Regions from separate parts of the Oryctolagus cuniculus genome. Here region 2 is linked to region 1. Evidence: chromatin contacts called from public Micro-C data. All regions are on one chromosome and are shown on one strand. The core of a region is the stretch at or near the end of the contact, and the rest is flanking DNA. Distances in the headings are between cores, read along the strand shown. Region 1 holds the start of GPC1 (glypican 1). Region 2 has its middle 35 kb from the start of OTOS.

Region 1 (4,834 bases), core at 690-3,189:
AACCAACACCACTCGCTGGTCCCTGTCCCACTGTGCTCCCTGTCCAAGGGGACAAGCCCCAGGCCCACCGGCCCAGCCCTCCCCCTCCTCACCCCTACGGCTGCCCAAACTCTGCTTCTGTCTGCCTCAGTGGGATAGCGGCCAGCAGCGGCGAGCAAGCTCAGGGCAGCCGGCGGATGCCACAGCTGAGCCCCAGAGCGGGGGCAGCTCCTCAGCCACCCCCGGATTCGGCAGCAATGCCAGGGACGCCCAGGTCAAGTTCATGCTCGTGTAGGGGAGGAGGCAGGGCGTGAGCCCGACACTGCCAGGGCCGGGTGCTGCCGGGCACCCAGGTGTGCAGCCTCCCAGACGGGCTGGTCCAGGGCTGACGACCAGGCCTGCATCTGCAGAGGGAGGCAGGGGAAGGCCTGTCCTGGGGCGGGTGCCGGGGGCATGGCAGGCCACAGAGCACCCCCCACCCGGCAGTGGGCACCTGCCATCCCCATGTCACCATCTGGGCGCGCCCGCCCACCCGGAACCAGGGGTGCCGAGCTCCGGCTCACAGTGGCCAGCGAGGCTTTACACTCGTTTGAGGGGGACGCGGGGGTCTGGGCGGGCCTCGGAAAGCTGCGCCCACCGCCCCACCCCACAGGCACTCCGTCCCTGGAGCTCTTCGGGCGGCAGGGAGGGGCTGCGCCTGCAGGCAGCTGCAGGGCTGAGGCGGCCGCGGCGAGCGAACGAGCGCGCCGCTCCGACAAAGGCAGGGCAGGCCCTGGGCGGGATCCAAGGCGCCGACCACCTGCAGCTGGCCTCGCAGTCCCAGGCGGCCGCAGTGCCCGGCGGGGCCCGGCGCTCGCAAGGGCGGGGGCGCGGGCGGGCACAAGTTGGAGAGCAGAATTCCTGCGCAGCGCCACGTTCCGCCCGCCGGCTCGGGTCGCGCAGTCCGGACCCCGTTTCCCCGTCCGCCACCGGGTTCGGGGGGGGGGGTCCACCCGCAAGACCCACTCAGGCTCCCGTCGCCAGAGACTCTGCGGGCAGCCCCGGGCAGGTCAGCCCGCCCCGCGGCGAGGGCGGCCGGCTGGCTGCCCCCGGGAGGAGCGCGCCGAGAGGGGGACCGCCTGGCCCGCAGCCCGGCGAGAGCAGCTTCGCCGAGAAGGGCCGGCGTGCGCCCGGGGACCGCGGGCGCGGAGCGGGGCAGCGAGGGCCGTGGGGGTGCGGGCCAGCCGGGCCGGTGTTCCGCGCGAGTGGCCGCGCGGGGAGCCGCGGGGCGCTGGGGTGCGGGCCTCACTCACCCGAGATCTCCGCCTGGGGCACGTCGCTCAGGCTGAAGCCCTTGGCCCCGTAGATCTGGCGGACTTCGCTGCAGCTCCGGCTTTTGCTGGCGGGGTCCCCGCGGGCGCAGGAGACGAGCGCGGCGGCCGCGCACAGCAGCCACCAGCGTCGGGCCCGGAGCGCCATGGCGCGGCGGCGGCGCCCCCAGCCGCCCGCCCGCGCCCCGTTCGGATCCCGGCCGGGCCCCGCGCAGCCCCCGTCCGAGAAGGGCAGAGCCAAGGTCCCGACGCGCGGCGCGCGGTCCGCAGGCGGAGACAACAAAGCCGGCGGCGACGGAGGCGCGGGGCGCGCGGGGCGCTCGGTCCGGCCGCTCGGTCGGGCCGCCCAGAGCGCGGCGGGCGAGCGCGCAGCCCCGGCTCGGCGCCTCCCCCGCCGCCGGCCCGGCCCCTCGGCGGCCGCGGGAGAGGGGAGGGGCGGGGCACGATCCGGGGCGCACCGGGGCTCCTCGGCTCTCGGGACACCCGAGGCTCACCCCGCCCGCGCCAACCGGCCGGCTGCTCGGGCGCGGCGGGAGGAGCCGGGGGCAGTGCGAACCGCGCGTCCGGGGTCCCCAGGGCGGCCCCCCTCGCCGGCGCCCAGGGCGGCGGCACCACCTGTGGGGGCGGGGCGGGGGCCGGGGAGGGGGCGCCGAGGCAGGGCTTCCCCCGCCGGACGTGACATCACGCCCGGCGCGCTCCAATCAGGAGCTTCCCCGCCCCCAGCCGAAATCTGCACGCACCGTCCCGCCGCGCTGCCCCCCGCGCTGGCCGCGCGCCCTGCCTTCCGTCTGCCCCGCGCGCGGAGCCGGCGCTCTAGTGTGCGTGCGGGAGCCGGGGCTCTGCGCGGGGCGCGGGCCCGGCTGCGGAGGCCTCGCGTGGCCCGGTTTCTGGCTGGGGATTCTCCGCAGGTTTCCCGGCTCCCTCCACGTGACTCTGGAAGCTGGAGAAACAAAGCCATGCGGCGGCGCGGGGCGGGCGTGGCCCCGGCTGCGGGTGGTGGCGAGGAGCTGCGGGAAGGGGCGGGGAGGAGGAGGAGGAGGCGGCGTGCGGGGGCCGGCGGGGTCTGTGGAAGGGGGCCCTTCCCGGGATCCGCCGGGCCTCCTGCTCTCGCTTCTGCGCCAGGCGGGCCCCGAGGTCTGGTCGGCCGCAATGGGGGGGAACCGCGGTAACCCCGCGCGGCAGCCGGGGTGTCTGGGGCCCCCAGAGTGGCGATAGGACCCGCAGGCGGCCGCCGCCTTTGCCCAGAGCCCTTCCTGAGAGCCCGGCTTTGGGAGCCGGTGCGAGGGGCCAGACGTGCCCTCCCCGCTGTCGCCCTGCGTGGCCTTCCGTGACTCACCGGCCCGGTGCCGCTGCCCTCGGGGCCTGCTCCTTCTTGCCTGGGCCTGGCCTGGCTCTGCCTCAGCAGCGGGGTCAGGAGCACCTGGCCGGCGGCCCCAGCGCTTTGTGTGGTCTCCCTGGGCCACAGGCAGGGCTGTGTGCACCCGGAGTGCCAGGGGCTTCAGCCAGGAGGAGGCTCCACGGAGACCCTTTTGTGGCTTGAGCGCTTGGACCCTCCAGACCTCTCGGCGGGATCGGCGGGCAGCCTGTGTCTGGTGGCTCCAAGCCGGACTGTGCACCATGGCTCCGCACCCCAGAGTGACCGCTCAGGTCAGAGCAGGCAGCCAGGACGCCTCCCAGGCCTGTGTCCTGGGGCTGGGCCCTGGTGGCTCCCACCCTCTGCTTTCAGGCAGGGCTGTGTCTTGGATCCCGAAGTCCCACCTGTGTTTGAGGGAGTGCAGGGGAGGCCATGGCTCCAGCGCAGACTGGGGTATGGGGGGGAGGGGGCTGGGGTGCCCCTCCCCCCACTAGGGTTAGGATTACGGTTACGGACTCCTGATCGAAGGCACGGCATCGGAGCTGGTCCTGCCCTGGAATGAGAGCGGACTCAGACCTGAGTTCAAATCCCAGCCCTGCCACTTGGCGTCTGTGAGCCTGCGCCTGGGCGGTTTCCTGATCTGTCCCTCATTGGGAGGGGTCCCGCAAGGGGCAGGTGTCGTGGTGGCCTAGGGCTCTAGGTGAGTGGAGGCCCTGTGGAGGGCAGGGGCATGGGTGCAGGCAGGGCGGAGCTTGCTTGGGGGCGGGAGCAGAGGAGCTGCTGCACGCCACCCCCCCCCCCCCCCCCGGCCAGGGAGCCCTGCACCCTGGCCCCCGGTGCTGGCTGCCAGGCCCTGGTTTACCCCGGTGCCCAGGGCAGGACCTGGAACAAATGACCAAGGCAGAGTGCACCCAGGGCTGGGGTGGTGAGCCCCGCCAGGTGTGGTTTTCCCTGCTGGTTCCTGGCTGTTTGGGAGGATGGGTGTGGTTGGCAGGGCCCCGCCGCTCCTCCGGGACAATACAGGCTACCTGCCCCAGCTGGCCAGAGCCGGGAGCCAGGGAGAAAGGGCTGTTGGGCCTGGGCTCGGGCTCCTGTGACCCAGAGTCCCAGGGCCCCAGGGAGAGGTGGGTGTGGGGGCCACGCATTTCTGGGGCCCTGCGCCCTGCGGCTGCCTGTCCTGGCTGCTGGAGATGTGGGTTTGCTTCTCTGTCTTACAGAGACCGGGCAGGCAGAGCCACCACCGTCCCAGCTCCCCTCCATGCCTGAGTGCTACAGCCATGATGGCCTGGCCCTGGCGGACAAGGGCGCGGTCTGGTTGGCCGTGAGATGCCCGGGCAGCGAGGGTGTGGGCTGGTGTGGGCCTGGGACACCCAGGAGGTGTCGAGGTGGCCTAGGGCTTTAGGGGAGTGGAGGCCCCGTGGTCAGCGGGGGAGGTGAGGCTGATGGCAGCGGCAGCGGCAGGTGGGCGGTCAAGGTTAGGGCTGGGGCTCTTCCTGCCAGTGGCTGCCAAGTCACAGCTGGGAGGAAGCCGGGCAGAGCCGCAGGAGGGGCTGCCTTCGGCCCCCAGGATTCCACCCTCGATCCACTCCGGCTCTCTGTGGTGACACTTGGAGCCGTCCGTTGTCCTCCCCAAGGACCTGGGTCCAGCACCAGCCTCAGGCTGTCCTGCTCAGCCGGGACACTCAGAGGGGCTCTGCACGCTGCCCCTGGCCGCAGGCCCCAACGCTCAGCTCAGTCTGAAGCCTGGAGTGCCTTGCTCGCCAAACTGGGGCTTGACCCTCGGGAGTAGGGGGACGTGCGTGAGGGTCTCCCTGCTGTGGGGGCTGTAGGGCTGCAGACCTGTGCCCCACCCCTGCACCCCAGGCAGTGGCCTCAGGGCACAGCCAGAGCCTGGGCAGGCTCCAGCAGCCCAGGGGAGGGAAGGCTGCACCAGGGCCCCCTGTGAGCTGGTGCCCGGCTCTGCTCTGAGCACCCTGGCTATGGAAGGTGACCCCCAAAGACTGGGCTCTGCCTCCCCTGGGCCTGGCACCCAGGTGTGGCCTGACCGAGCCCCCTTCCCATGACCCCAGGTGCCCCCACCACGGCCTCGTGGGTTCCCTGCTGGGTTGCACTCCCCTCCCCCTTGGCACCTTGTCTGCTGGATCCCGGGGCCGTGCCTGCCTCTGGTCTTTTCCATCTGCAGTGCACACGG
Region 2 (5,307 bases), core at 33-2,532, 63 kb after region 1:
TGACACTGGGAACAAACGGGAAGGAAGAACCCGCGGGCTGCCCCATCAGTCAGGGACTTAAAGGACCCAGGGTCCAGCCGGAGCCTGCAAGCGCTGTGTCTCGCCAGGAGCAGGCAGCCCTCAGGACGCATCCTCCAGGGACCAGCCAGCAGCATCTGGCCCGATGGGAGACAGGGAAGGCGGCAGCCCCCGCCCCGCCCCCTGCACGGGAGGCCGGAGGGGACAGGCCAGCAGGCCAGCAGGGTGCTTGGGCCTCTGGGCAAAGGGAGAGGGGACGCCGTGCAACACACAGGGGTCCCCGCAGGAGCAGGGAAGACCCGGATGCTTCCCGGCCCAGGAGCTTCAGGCTGAGGCTGGTCACTGCCAGGTCCCCCTCATGGCCCCCTCACTGCCCAGGCCCAGGCAGCCGCTGGAGCCCCTTCGCGCACGCAGAGCAGAAGCAGGGCTTAGCCCCGCCAGGCCACAGTGGCCCCCGGAAAAGGCTGGGGGGGAGGGGCCGGAAGGAGAGCCGGGACCTCAGGTGCGCCCCCTGCAGGAGCTCCACGCTGAGCCCGGGACCCCACCGCCGGCTCCGTGTGCGCAGCAGCAAGGATGGGGCCCTTGGGTACCGCGTCCTGTCCTGCGCGGGGCCGGAAGGAGCGAACCCTGCTGCGTGTTCGCAGGGGTCCCCGGCTGCAGGGCCAGCCGGCTGCGAGAGGCGGGAACTGCGGCCCCGCCCCCCGCCCCAGGCAGACCTCCGGCTCTGTGTGATGGGCACAGCGACAGGTGCCGCCGCCCCCGCCTGCCGCCACACACCAGCTGCACGCTGTCAGCAGCCCTTCAGCAGGACACAGCTGGGCCTGCCGCGGCCCCGCGCTCGGCTCCGGCCCAGGAAGGCCGCTGCTGTCCCGGGGGCCCGGAGTGGGCGGGAATCCATAACCCAGAGAGGCGCCCCAGGCAGGGAGACAGGGGTTGGGAGGCCAGGGCGTCTGCGAGGGTGGGGGGAAGGCAGGCTGGAACCGGGCGCTGCTGGAAGCCTCCATGGGGCCACGGGGCTGGGACAGCCCCCATGGAGGTGGGCATGAGGGGGTCCCAGAGGGTCCTGGGCCGGGAGCGGCCCCCTTGGAGCCGGCGAAAGATGGGGTGCCCACGGGCAGGGAAAAAGCATGGGTGTGGTGTTGACCCTGCACATGCTGGGAGGAAACTCCGAGAGGGAACGAGACACAAAGCGCACACGGAGACGCACACCGAGACGCACATGGAGACCCATGATGCACACCGAGACGCACAGGGAGACGCACAGGGAGACGCACACGGAGACCCATGACGCACACCGAGACGCACACGGAGACCCATGACGCACACCGAGACGCACAGGGAGACGCACACCGAGACGCATGGCGCACACCAAGGCCCACGCTGCACCCGGAGGTCTCAGCGACACGTGCTGTGCTCCCTTCCGTCCCCAGGATTTGGGCAGGGAGTGACAGCAGCGCGGGTTGGGTCAAGGCTCTGTCCCTGAGGTGGGCGGGGTCTCCACTCCACTTCCCCAGTGCCCCGCGGGGGTTCTTGCCGACTTGGCACAGCTGGTCTCCGGTGAGGATTCGGCTCCGGCGTGGTGGTAGCGCCTGCGCTGTGGGGGACTCGATCCGTTCGTTTCACGCTATGCACGTCGCGCTGCTGTCCTGGAAACTGCCTGTAACTTCTGCCCGCGGCTGCCCGGCCGCCGGGTATGGACCGACTTGGGGACAGAGGGCAGTCACGAGGAGGGGCTGGCAGCAGCCATGCGCCCGCCCCTACTGGGCCCAGGATCAGGCCTCCGGGGCCGCCTGACCGGCTGTCCGGGTGTCCGGCAGCAGGGTCTGTTTTCAGCCCAGGAGGCCTGTGACCTTGTCTGGGGTCACGCAGCAGAGAGAAGGCCGCATTGCTGGGGACAGGGGTCCAGGCCTGGCCCCAGAAGCAGCCCTGGGGAGTGTGTGCAGGGCCTGGGGTTGTTGGCTGCACCCAGCCACGGAAGCCACAGGCTGGGGCTGCCAGTACCTGCATCACCCTGTGTCCCCCCATCCGCTCCCTCTTCTGGCCCAGCTTGGTGGCTGGCCGGAACCCGCAGGTGGGCTCACAGCAAGCAGCAAGGCATCCTGGGAAAACGCTCAGTTGCCAGCGCCCCCAGAGGCATTGGGGCCTCACAGGTCACCCCCGTGCTAGGGGATTCAAGGACACCCACGTTTGGTGTCGGTGTCCAGAGTGAACTTCCCTGTGGCTGAGGGATTTGGTGACTTTTCTGCACGGGGATTCATGGGCCTGCCGTGGAGGGTGCAGAGCAGGAGGGCAGGGGGCTCCGGCAGAACACTGACCCCAGCCCTGGTCCCAGCAGCTCAGCTTCGTAGGGCATTGGCCTCTGGGCGCTCCAGATGCACACAGCGGCCCGGGAGCCACGATGACCCCGGGGTTATCCGTGTGGTTTACAGACAAGGAGCCCGTGCCTGCCAGCACCGGGCACGGCCACTGCAGGGGCCAAGCATGAGTCCCTGCTTCCCCAGGCTGTCAGCGTTCAGCGCAGCAGGAGACTGGGAGTTTGCGCTCACAAGTGTTGGTAATGGGACAGCCGTGCGGTTCAGCCATGTCCAGGCGGTGCGACGTCGGACAGGCTGGGTTCAGCCCTCCGCCCGCCCTGCATCCTGCTGAGCTGGGATCTAGGCGAGTGCATCGCCACAGCACCTCTGTCCCCCCCACCAAGGAGAGCACCTGTGACAGGCAGGCCCTGCCCGCCCCGCGTGAGCACAGGGCCCTTGTTCAGGTGATGGGTGCCAGCCCTGGCTGCAGGAGGGACTGCACAGCCCCTGTGAGCCAGGGGTGGGCCACTCCTCAGCCCCTCCCTCCTGCGGGGGCTCCCGAGCCTGCACCATCAGCCCGGTCAGGCGCCACAGCTGCCCCAGAGCCAGCGCCAGGTCAGCTGAGGACCGCAGAGAGAAGGCCAGGCCTTAGGAAGACGCTGCCTTCCCGGAGCCTTCCTGGGGCCCTTCCTTGAGCGTGAGCGCCCCCTGGTGCTGGGAGCAGTCCTTTGAAGGCAGGCTGGGTGGGTGCTCCCCAGGGTCTGTTCTTCCCCACCCTCTGGGGCTCTGGGACCTGGGGGGCCTGCCAGGAGCCTCCAACCAGGGAGGGCTTGGGGAGTCTGTGGAAGGGGCCGTGTGGGTGTTTCAGGGGCTGGGCATCCCCGGAGAAGGCGCCCTGGCCAGGACTGGCCACTGGCAGGGGTGAGCGTAGCTCTCAAGCACCGGGGTCTGGAAGGGCGCAGGCGCGAGGCAGTGCCAGGGCAGGAGGCGTCAGTCACCCTGATTGATGGGAGCGCGGCGATGCACTGAGTGCTCCCAGAAATACGGGTGATCCTTAAGTACTCATCAAAAATTTAACAAGTGCTCAAATGCTGACTAGCCTGACTCACTCTTACATCCCTCATGTACCACGTGCCAAACATGTGTACAATTAAGCAGTAACAACAACACAGAAAGGCCAGAGGCACGAGGGCGCCCAGCTTTCCACGGCTGCCATTCCGCCCCTTCCCATCCTCTCCGTGGGTTTGCAGGAAGAACCGTCGACCACCCCGGAACCGGGTGAGACTCCTCCAGCTGGAGGTACACATGGCCCAGACAGGGGGGCGGCGGGGCTGGGTGAGGGCCAGGCTCTCCCCCCTCACCCTGCTGTGAGCCCGGCGCAGGCAGTGCCCCAGCGACTCCCGCCAGGCTTCGTCTTGTCTGGTGGTGCCCCTTGCACAAGGTCAGTGCCCGGCACGCACAGGGAGCCTCGTCGGCCTTGACTTGGGCCGGCCTTTGCAGAGCCAGGATCTCCAGCCCACTGCCCAGTGCCCACTCAGTCTCAGGGAAGAGCCCCGGGGGGTCTGCTGGCTGGACAGAGTTGGGAGTGGCCTTGGGGTTCAGCCACACCTGTCTCATACAGGCTTGGGAGGCCACATGGAGGCGAGGTCACGCGAATCCTCCAAGGGACTGAACGCAGGGGCTCACTCCTTTCCTGAGCACCAAGGCCACGTCCACTTTTGGAGGCGCCTTGCAGAGGGCGAGGCGGGAGAGGCCGTCTGTCAGCGTGGTGCACGGTGCGGGAGGCTCCGGGGCGGGGGGGTGAGCACCTGGGGCTGGGCTCGCAGGTGCATCGGGGCTCCGGTGCTCAGTGTGAGGGCAGCTTCCTCGCCTGCTTCCGTGAGGTCAGCAGCGGAGCCGGCTCCCATCCACTCCTTCCGAGATGCACGGGAGTCTCGTGGCACCGGCAGCCGGGCTCGAGCCTGGGCGCCCCGGGAGGAAGCAGCGGTGTTCCTGGGGACACGGGCGGCGCTGCATCGCGGGCACGTGTCGGGAGCTCTCCCAGGAAACTCGAGGGCCCCGGGAACCCCTGGGTGTGTGTGCGAGGCAATGCTGGTCTCATCTGGGGATCCCTGCGGCCTGCAGATGGACTCGTGTCTGCTCAAGTTGCCGGAGCCACCAGGGGCAGGAGAGGGGGCCTTCTACGGCTGACACCAAAAGGTCTTCACCGAACACTGTGTGAGATTACTGCTTTTGGTCATGTCTTTTTTCCGTTATTAAAATCAGTGCAGGTCCATCCGTGGGACGTGGGAATTCCTGAGCAGCAGCTCTGAGCAGGCAGGCGCCCCCGTGTCCCCCCGGGGTGTCCCCCACACCCCCAGGAGGGATGCTGCGGTGACGGGGCGGCCTGTTCCCCTTCATTCGGGGCGCGCAGACCGAGTACTGCAGCCACCTCTTGGAGAGCCGCGTCGGCAGCATCTGTCTCGCATTAGGTCAGCTTCATCTCATCGCTGACAGGGCTGCGACCCGCGGTGGCTCCCCGCCGGGAGCCGTGCACCCAGGCGCTCATGTTCAGCGCGTGCTCACGATGACGCTGCGATTTTCCCTGCAAGCGAGCGCTCCCAGGGCTCTTCAGAGAGCGCTGGCGTCGTCCCAGCCCCTGTGGCAGCAGAGGCCTGGCGGCCTTCGATGTTTCCATTGGAAACGGTGGATTATTTATAAAACCGAGCATTTTATTTCTGGGGGACTGGGTGGCTTTTTCTATGTGCACTTTCGATTTTTCACCTTGATCAATGTAGTTCCTCAGGCCCCATCGCTTCGTGTTGCACTCAGCGGTTCTGTCCAACAGCTCTGGTTTTACAGGGTCTGCCCATGTGGAGGAGCGTGTGTCCTAGAAGTTTCGAAGGCTTGTGGGCCATGCACATCACCCTCCAATTCCACTTCCGGGAGCTTTTTGAGTGTCCTCGTGACAAGGGGACAGGTGTCAGGACTTCCTACGGGGCGAGCCCTTGCCGGG

What was found. A called contact is a pair of places that touch in the nucleus more often than the background predicts.
Region 2: a Micro-C map of ear pinna shows a contact between it and region 1, with 18 times the contacts expected there. The contact joins the enhancer-like site here to the promoter of GPC1 in region 1. A contact is called at or near these places in 4 of 6 Hi-C or Micro-C datasets (ear pinna, liver, skin fibroblasts and 1 more).

Annotation. Positions count from the first base shown.
Region 1 is chr3:941,023-945,856 of mOryCun1.1, forward strand. It overlaps GPC1 (glypican 1), which reads right to left and starts at 1,940. Exons shown (of 9, transcript XM_051839349.2): 1 at 1,272-1,940. The coding sequence starts at 1,437.
Region 2 is chr3:1,004,244-1,009,550 of mOryCun1.1, forward strand. No RefSeq gene overlaps it. Among named protein-coding and RNA genes, the nearest start is that of OTOS, 35 kb to the right of the region's middle. Within about 2 kb of position 1,283, at least 2 of the 8 cell types and tissues checked have an H3K27ac peak or open chromatin away from gene starts, as enhancers often do.